2 separate regions of the Mus musculus genome follow, and region 1 is linked to region 2. The links are chromatin contacts, called in public HiChIP or PLAC-seq maps. All regions are on one chromosome and are shown on one strand. The core of a region is the stretch at or near the end of the contact, and the rest is flanking DNA. Distances in the headings are between cores, read along the strand shown. Region 1 overlaps Marchf1 (membrane associated ring-CH-type finger 1). Region 2 overlaps Marchf1 (membrane associated ring-CH-type finger 1).

Region 1 (3,208 bases), core at 40-2,539, 87 kb before region 2:
TTGTGTTTGTACTGTCCTCTAGTGTTGGCAAATAAGACAAAATTTTCTTGTTGAGTTTTGTGTTCTCAAAGGGTCTAGTAGTGTTAAAAGCATTATTAAATAAAGATTAATGCAATGTGACCAGGAATGTGAAAAATAGCAAGGGCAGGTAAACGGGATGATTTTGTGTGAGGAAAGGGAAGATAGAATTGATGTAATTACATTATTGCTTCCAAAAATAAAGAAATAACTTTTAAAACTTAAAAATACCTTTGAAAAATTAAAAAAGTTTGGTATTCATTTACAAACTCATTTTTTCTAATTTTTTAAAAGTATATTTTAAAAATCTGTCTATTTATCTATCTGTCTATCTGTCTGTCTGCCTGCCTGTCTGTCTGTCTGCCTATCATCTATCTGTTCATTTATATTGTGTGTGCATCCCAGGGACACAACTCAGGTTGTCAGTCAGGCTTGAGAGCAGGCCCTTTACCTGCTAAGCCCATCTCCATAAACTGATTTTTTTTAAGCCCCCAAAAGTTCTTGTAAATATTTTTTGGATGGAAGCATAATGAAAGGCACTAAAGCAGAGTCGAGACATTAGTGCTGAAGCAAATGATTGAAAGGATAGCCTTTTCTTTGCCTGGTGTCTCTATCAGTCTCCACTCCAGGGTCAGACGAGACGTGAGAACATACTATTTTTAATTTAATCTTTAATAGGAAGACTTTGAGGTTGTTTCCAGGTAGGAGTGGAGGTGCCACAGAGAATTAACCATTAAACAACAGACAAGGAAAGGCTCAGTTATTAAACAACACCTTTAAAAAAAAGCCAAATCATTAAGAAAAAAGGGATAGAAGTAACTTTGGGCAAGGGCAAGTTTCCATGGGGTGGACACGGACACCTTTTTCCTGAGAACAAGAAGTAGAGGAAGAAAGAGCGGGTAGAGAAGAGAAGGTGAGCGAGACAGGTGAGAGGAATCCACATCCCTCCTGTTACAGAGGATACAACACGAATCTACACCTGAAGTGAGGGAAGAAAACCCAGACTTAAGGTCACACACAGGCTGCAAATAATTAGAAGAAGCTCCCTGGAGAAAGCGATGGGAAGTTAACCAAGCATGGATGGAAGACTTGTGGCCCAGCCGTGAGGTCCCTGGGGGAGACTAGACCGTGGAGATTTATAGTAAATGCTAATATTTTGGAGTGATGTGTCAGCATTGAGTAAGAGAGGGCTCCTGCACATGTGAGTGTCCCCACATTACCGGGTTAAACACAGGAAAGCCACGAAGAAGGAGCTCCTGCATGTGAGAGGATGCTGGTGAGGACTCAAGTTCTCAGCCTCGACTCTGAGCAGGTGCACAAGTGAAACTCTCAGTTTCTGGGTACTGTAATATGAGAAAATGTGATCTTGGGGACCTGGAGGTCACGAGGCATATGAAGAACTGGTGACAGAACTGGTGGCACTTGATAATAACTGTGCGTGTGCAGGATGGCCATGTTTCTCATGGAGAGTGCCCTAGGCTTTCAGTTGTACTTGTTTTACATAGGTAATGGAAAATTATTGTATAGAGAATGATTTAGTGCTTGGGTTTCCGAAGTAAATCAGAGCCCGATGCCCTTACCCATTGTGTCAGTAAATTAGGAAAAGTGTCAGCTTGCTCATTTAAAAATAAGTTAAAAACAATGCTTAAGGAGTCATGGAAAGTAAACGAGGAAAGGCTGACACTTGGCACATGGGAGGTACATAATTCTCTCCCTATCTTATTTATTTAAGGCATATTTGAATTTTTACATAATTTTCAACTGCTAATTTTATTATGCTAGGCTATGGGACTCTTGGGTTATTACTGTTACTTGTATGCATTTGGCTTATATTCAGCATTACTGCCAAAACTCCATTTCTGAGTGCACTTAGCAGGTATTTACTTAGAATGCAGCCTCATACAGACAAGGCTGTGAAGTCTGACTTCATACGGGTGGCCTAGAAGATCATGTATATGCATCTCTCAGCCAGTCCTGACAAAGTCCTGGCTTGACGAAAACAGGGGCAATGTGCATGTTCGTTAGTGTTGGTTCTAGTGGACGCTTAAGAACAGCTTTTCAGAATTGGCTTCCTCGTTTGTAAAATCTTACTTGGCTGTTAGGAGCCTCGTGATAGCTGAGAAAATGTTGTAAAAGTATAGACAGATCCACAAAGGAACTGCTACTGCTGACATACAATCAGTAAAGGCAGCAGAAATTGTTTCTAGGTGCTATGATGCAGGTTCTGCATTTTTTTTGTTTGATTTTTTTTTTTAAATCAAGGTAATGCAGTTTTCCATGTCTCCACTGAGTCATGTTTTATCTCAATGAGTTGTAATGTCAGAAGGCAGGAACAGCTCAGTTTAAATTGCTATTGGGATTGCATTTCTTCTAAGATACTCATAGTCCTCTTTTAGTTAAGCTTAAGGATGCACGGCCACTTTCTATTTCCCTCCCCAAATCCCCCACAGCCCTTCTCCCTGATATATTCTGCATTGTTGACCAGTTCTCCTCCTTGGAAAGTCCTTCTTTTTAGCTTATGGCATCCTGCTCTTTTTGCAACACTTAAAGCTGGGGAACCTGGAATCAGAAGGCACACACAATGATTATAGCAATTGGAGTAGTGACACTTATAAAGACATGCTGAAAATGTTGAGAGTCTGGACACTGTGAAATGATAGAGCATATAGAATTCAATCTATCTAAATTCATAGCTAAGACTCTAAAGTGTATTTCAAAATTATAGGTCTAATGGACTAGCTTTTACTGTGTGACTATAGTAATTGTGAGGCACATAAATCCCCATGCTTAACATCTCAGAGAAGGAAAGGTTAGAAAGGCAGAGATGGCCTGACAGTTGTCTTCAAATATGCAAATGTCCAATGTGTGAAAGAACAACTGTTTTGTCTTTCAATGTCCCAGCTGAGTAGAAATCAATGGACATACATTTTCATTATCAGACAGAAGAGGAGGTAGCATCCCCACAGAGCACCCATAGAGTGGTTATGTAGCAACCAGTACGAAATAAACCTGAATAAACATGACCTCAGTTTCCTTTTCCAAGGCTGCCATTCCCCTACCATCTCTCAATGCTAGGCCACCATCCTACCCTGGGAACTTTGTGGGTCACTTTCTCTGTTGTTTTTTTATTTTAACTACCTTTGTATTAATCTTAGATTTGTGACTTTAAAATGTGTACTTTGAAGCCCTT
Region 2 (3,350 bases), core at 653-3,152:
GTCTGGCTACTTGACACTGTTGCTCCCCCTCTGTGTTGCAAACTTCTTCGGCTCCTTCAGTCCTTTGAGCCTCTCAGGGGACAGTCACATGCAAGCACTTCCCAGCAACCACAATAGCATCCAGGTTTGTATATGGGATGGACCCCCAGGTGGGGCAGTCTCTGGATGGTCTTTCCTTTAGTTTCTGCTCCACACCCTGATAGCATATTTCCTCCTGTGAGTATTTTGTTCACCCTTCTAAGAAGCACTGAAGTATCCAGATTTTAGTCTTTCTTCTTCTTGGGCTTCATATGGTCTGTAAATTGAATCTTGGTTATTCCGAACTTTTGGGCTAATATCCACTTATTAGTGCGTATATACCGTGTGTGTTCTTTTGTGACTGAGTTAGCTCACTTAGGGTGATATTTTAAGTTCCATCCATTTGTCTGCGAGTTTCATGAACTTTCTTCCAAATGCTTTGTCACAGAAGACAACATATTCACAGATTTCTAGGATTAGGAACTAGATATCTTTAGGGACCTAGTACTTTACCGTCAACAGAGAGTACACAACAGGTGGAAATCAACAATGTAAAGTCAGTGACACTTATCTCTTCATTAAGAACACTTTCTGAGACATAAAGTTACCTGTCAAAGATTTTGCTTAATGTCCATCTATTTAACATTTAACTAGAAGTCCACTAAGTAACTACTAATTTACCCCAAGAATGTATTATCTCATAGTTGGATCAGTATTTCATTTTATTTTAAAGTTGAATAGCTTAGGGTCTATAAACTTTTAATAGTCATTTGAAATATTTTTTCTTTTACCCAAAATGGATATTTTCCTTCAGTATATTGTGATTATGGTTTCCCCTCTCTCAACTCCTCCCAGGTCCTTCCCAAGTCTCCTTCCATCCAAATCTACACCTTTTCATTTTCTCTTGTGTTAGAAAATGAACAGTAAATAATACTAAAAATAATGATTCATAGTTATATTCACAACAGATTCTGAAAGTAATGTTTAATGTATAAAACATGCCCATTGCTTATGATACAAAAATAAAAATTATTAATTTAAAATTTTAACTTAAACAATAATAAATAAATTTAAATTAATTAAAATAAATAATAAAAAGAAAAAATAATAAAACAAATAATTAAAATAAAATAGAAGATAATCAAACTAAATCAAATCAAAACAAACAAACCAGAATAGGATAAAACAAATAGAAGAAAATAGCTAACTAAAAAAAAGCATACGAAACATGTCTAGACACAGAGATTAAATATTATTTTTTTAACTGCTTTGTCGTTTTTTAATTTTTATTTTTTTAATTTTATTTTATCTTTAATTTAGTTTTTACACTCCATATTCCATTTCCCACTCCTCCCATCTACCTTTTCCTTTGTTGTCTTTTTATTTTTTTGTATTCATATAGTTTGTTTTCACTGATAAAATGTAGACCTTTGTAGTAGTCTATATATAGACAAAATGGCAATAGAGCAAATATTAGGTAAGATTTTCCATTTTAGCATTCATAAATCAGATATTCCATGAATTCACTGAAAAGAGTAGATGAGGTATTGCCATATCTAAAAACAAAACTGGAAGATAGTAAGTTGTGATCAGACATAAAAATTCATAGGCAGCATTGGACATAAGCCAAATGTGTTTTTACAGTGTCTGTCATAAGCCATGGGAGGGCTTGATGTATTAAATATTACTTTTGGAATCTGCTGTGAATATAATCATAAATTAGAGCTGGAGAAAGTGGATAATGTTGATTCAAATCAAAGAAATATGAGAGAAGCACGGTAAAAAACAAAACACCTACTCTTTTCATGAAGGAAAAGCAGTGTGAGCTTCCAGCCACACCCACTACCTCAAACATACAGTTAAAGCAGCCCACAGGAAACACAAATAAGCCACCATTGTCATCTTATCTATTCTTGGCAAAGGCCTCGCCCTAGCCTGGCCATTGTTCGAGCTGTTAAAGAAAGGCCTTTGATACTTCTCTTTGTCCTCAGATAACCATTCCTTTCTCTTTCCATGACAAAGTCACATTGATACCCAGAAAATGAATGGCTTAGAGAGACATAGGCTATAAAGAGACAAATAAAAAGGAAACAGAAGTTATGGGTGGAGTAATAAGATGGTCTTCAGGCATTTAAACCTCTAACTTCTCATATCCTAGGTCCCTGGACCATTAAGCATTATTCTAACAGTCTACTCTGCAGGTAGTCTCCTTGCCATGGCTCCTGCAGATCTCTGACATGAGTTACAGGAGTAGTGACATCAAATGGAGGCTATCAATAGTGCTTTGAGTGTTTGGGACTTAGTGCCATCATACTTATCCCCAGCCCTGCCTGAGCATGCACTCAGCGCCACCAACTGGAGGAAATTGATGCCTACAGAGAAACTGGAACTCCAGAATCAACAGGAGAGTGCCTGATTAATTAATATATGATTATAGAAGAAAGGTTGAAGTTGAAAATGTAGCATAAGAGAACAATAACTGGAAATATACTTTCAGACTAGTACAATATGAATATTTATGTTTAGGGGAAAGGTAAGATACCACGAATAAGAAGCTAGAAAATAAATCATAGAATTGAAAATATTAAACTTGAAAACACAGTAGTTGGCACAGCAGACACAATGGAAGGAATCAAATTTTTCTATATGGTTGTTCCAAAGAAAGAAAGTATAGAAGGATGCACATTAGATACAATATTGCAGATAGCCTTCAAGGATGACCATACTTTGAGAGAACTAGAAGAGGGCTAAGTACAAAGGAGAAGAGAAAATATTGTTCAGTCTCCATAGCAAGGTTTAGTAACATCAAAGATATGACTGTGGTGGCTAGGTATGCCCCCATAGACTCATGTTTTCAAATGCCAACCAGGGGAAGTGGCACTCTTAGGAGGTGTGGGATTGTTAAAGAAAGTGTGTCACTATAGAAGTTGGCTTTGAGGTCTTATATGCTTAAGCTATGCCCAGTGTGGCATATGATCTCTTTCTTTGCCTGCAGATCAAGATGCAGAACTTTCAGCTCTTTCTCCTGGACCATGTCTGTCTGCATACCACCATGCTTCTTGCCATGATGATAATGGACTAAACTTCTGAAACTGTAAGCCAGCCCAAATTAAATGTTTTTCTGGTGTTTCTCCACAGCAATAGCAACTCCAACTAAGACAGTGACAGTAGTCCAAAAACATCCAGAATGTGATAACTACTCTATAAGCTTAGCAATCATTTTGTCACACATTTGATGAGTAAGATTTGGTGGTGTAACAATTTTAGTATATGGGACTATATCCAGTTGAATTACTGTTTAACTGGGGAAACATTAAACTATCATTAGGCAT

What was found. HiChIP or PLAC-seq counts read pairs in DNA pulled down with a chosen protein or histone mark.
Region 1: a contact with region 2 is called in an H3K4me3 HiChIP or PLAC-seq map of the 230-238 cell line, with 4 times the contacts expected there. The contact joins two enhancer-like sites. A contact is called at or near these places in 18 of 484 Hi-C or Micro-C datasets (B cells, CD4 T cells, DN2 thymocytes and 13 more), 8 of 115 datasets of contacts at active chromatin or transcription factors (the 230-238 cell line, bone marrow-derived dendritic cells, bone marrow-derived macrophages and 4 more) and 1 of 9 other capture datasets (embryonic stem cells).

What each region holds. Positions count from the first base shown.
Region 1 is chr8:66,408,347-66,411,554 of GRCm38.p6, reverse strand. All of the region lies in intron 6 of Marchf1 (membrane associated ring-CH-type finger 1), which reads right to left. Among named protein-coding and RNA genes, the nearest start is that of Tma16, 77 kb to the left of the region's middle. Within about 2 kb of position 1,289, at least 20 of the 459 cell types and tissues checked have an H3K27ac peak or open chromatin away from gene starts, as enhancers often do. A contact at or near this core is called in the 230-238 cell line, B cells, centroblasts and 2 more, where this site is marked.
Region 2 is chr8:66,322,218-66,325,567 of GRCm38.p6, reverse strand. The region is part of intron 5 of Marchf1 (membrane associated ring-CH-type finger 1); the gene reads right to left. Among named protein-coding and RNA genes, the nearest start is that of Tma16, 160 kb to the left of the region's middle. Within about 2 kb of position 1,902, at least 41 of the 459 cell types and tissues checked have an H3K27ac peak or open chromatin away from gene starts, as enhancers often do. A contact at or near this core is called in the 230-238 cell line, B cells, centroblasts and 2 more, where this site is marked.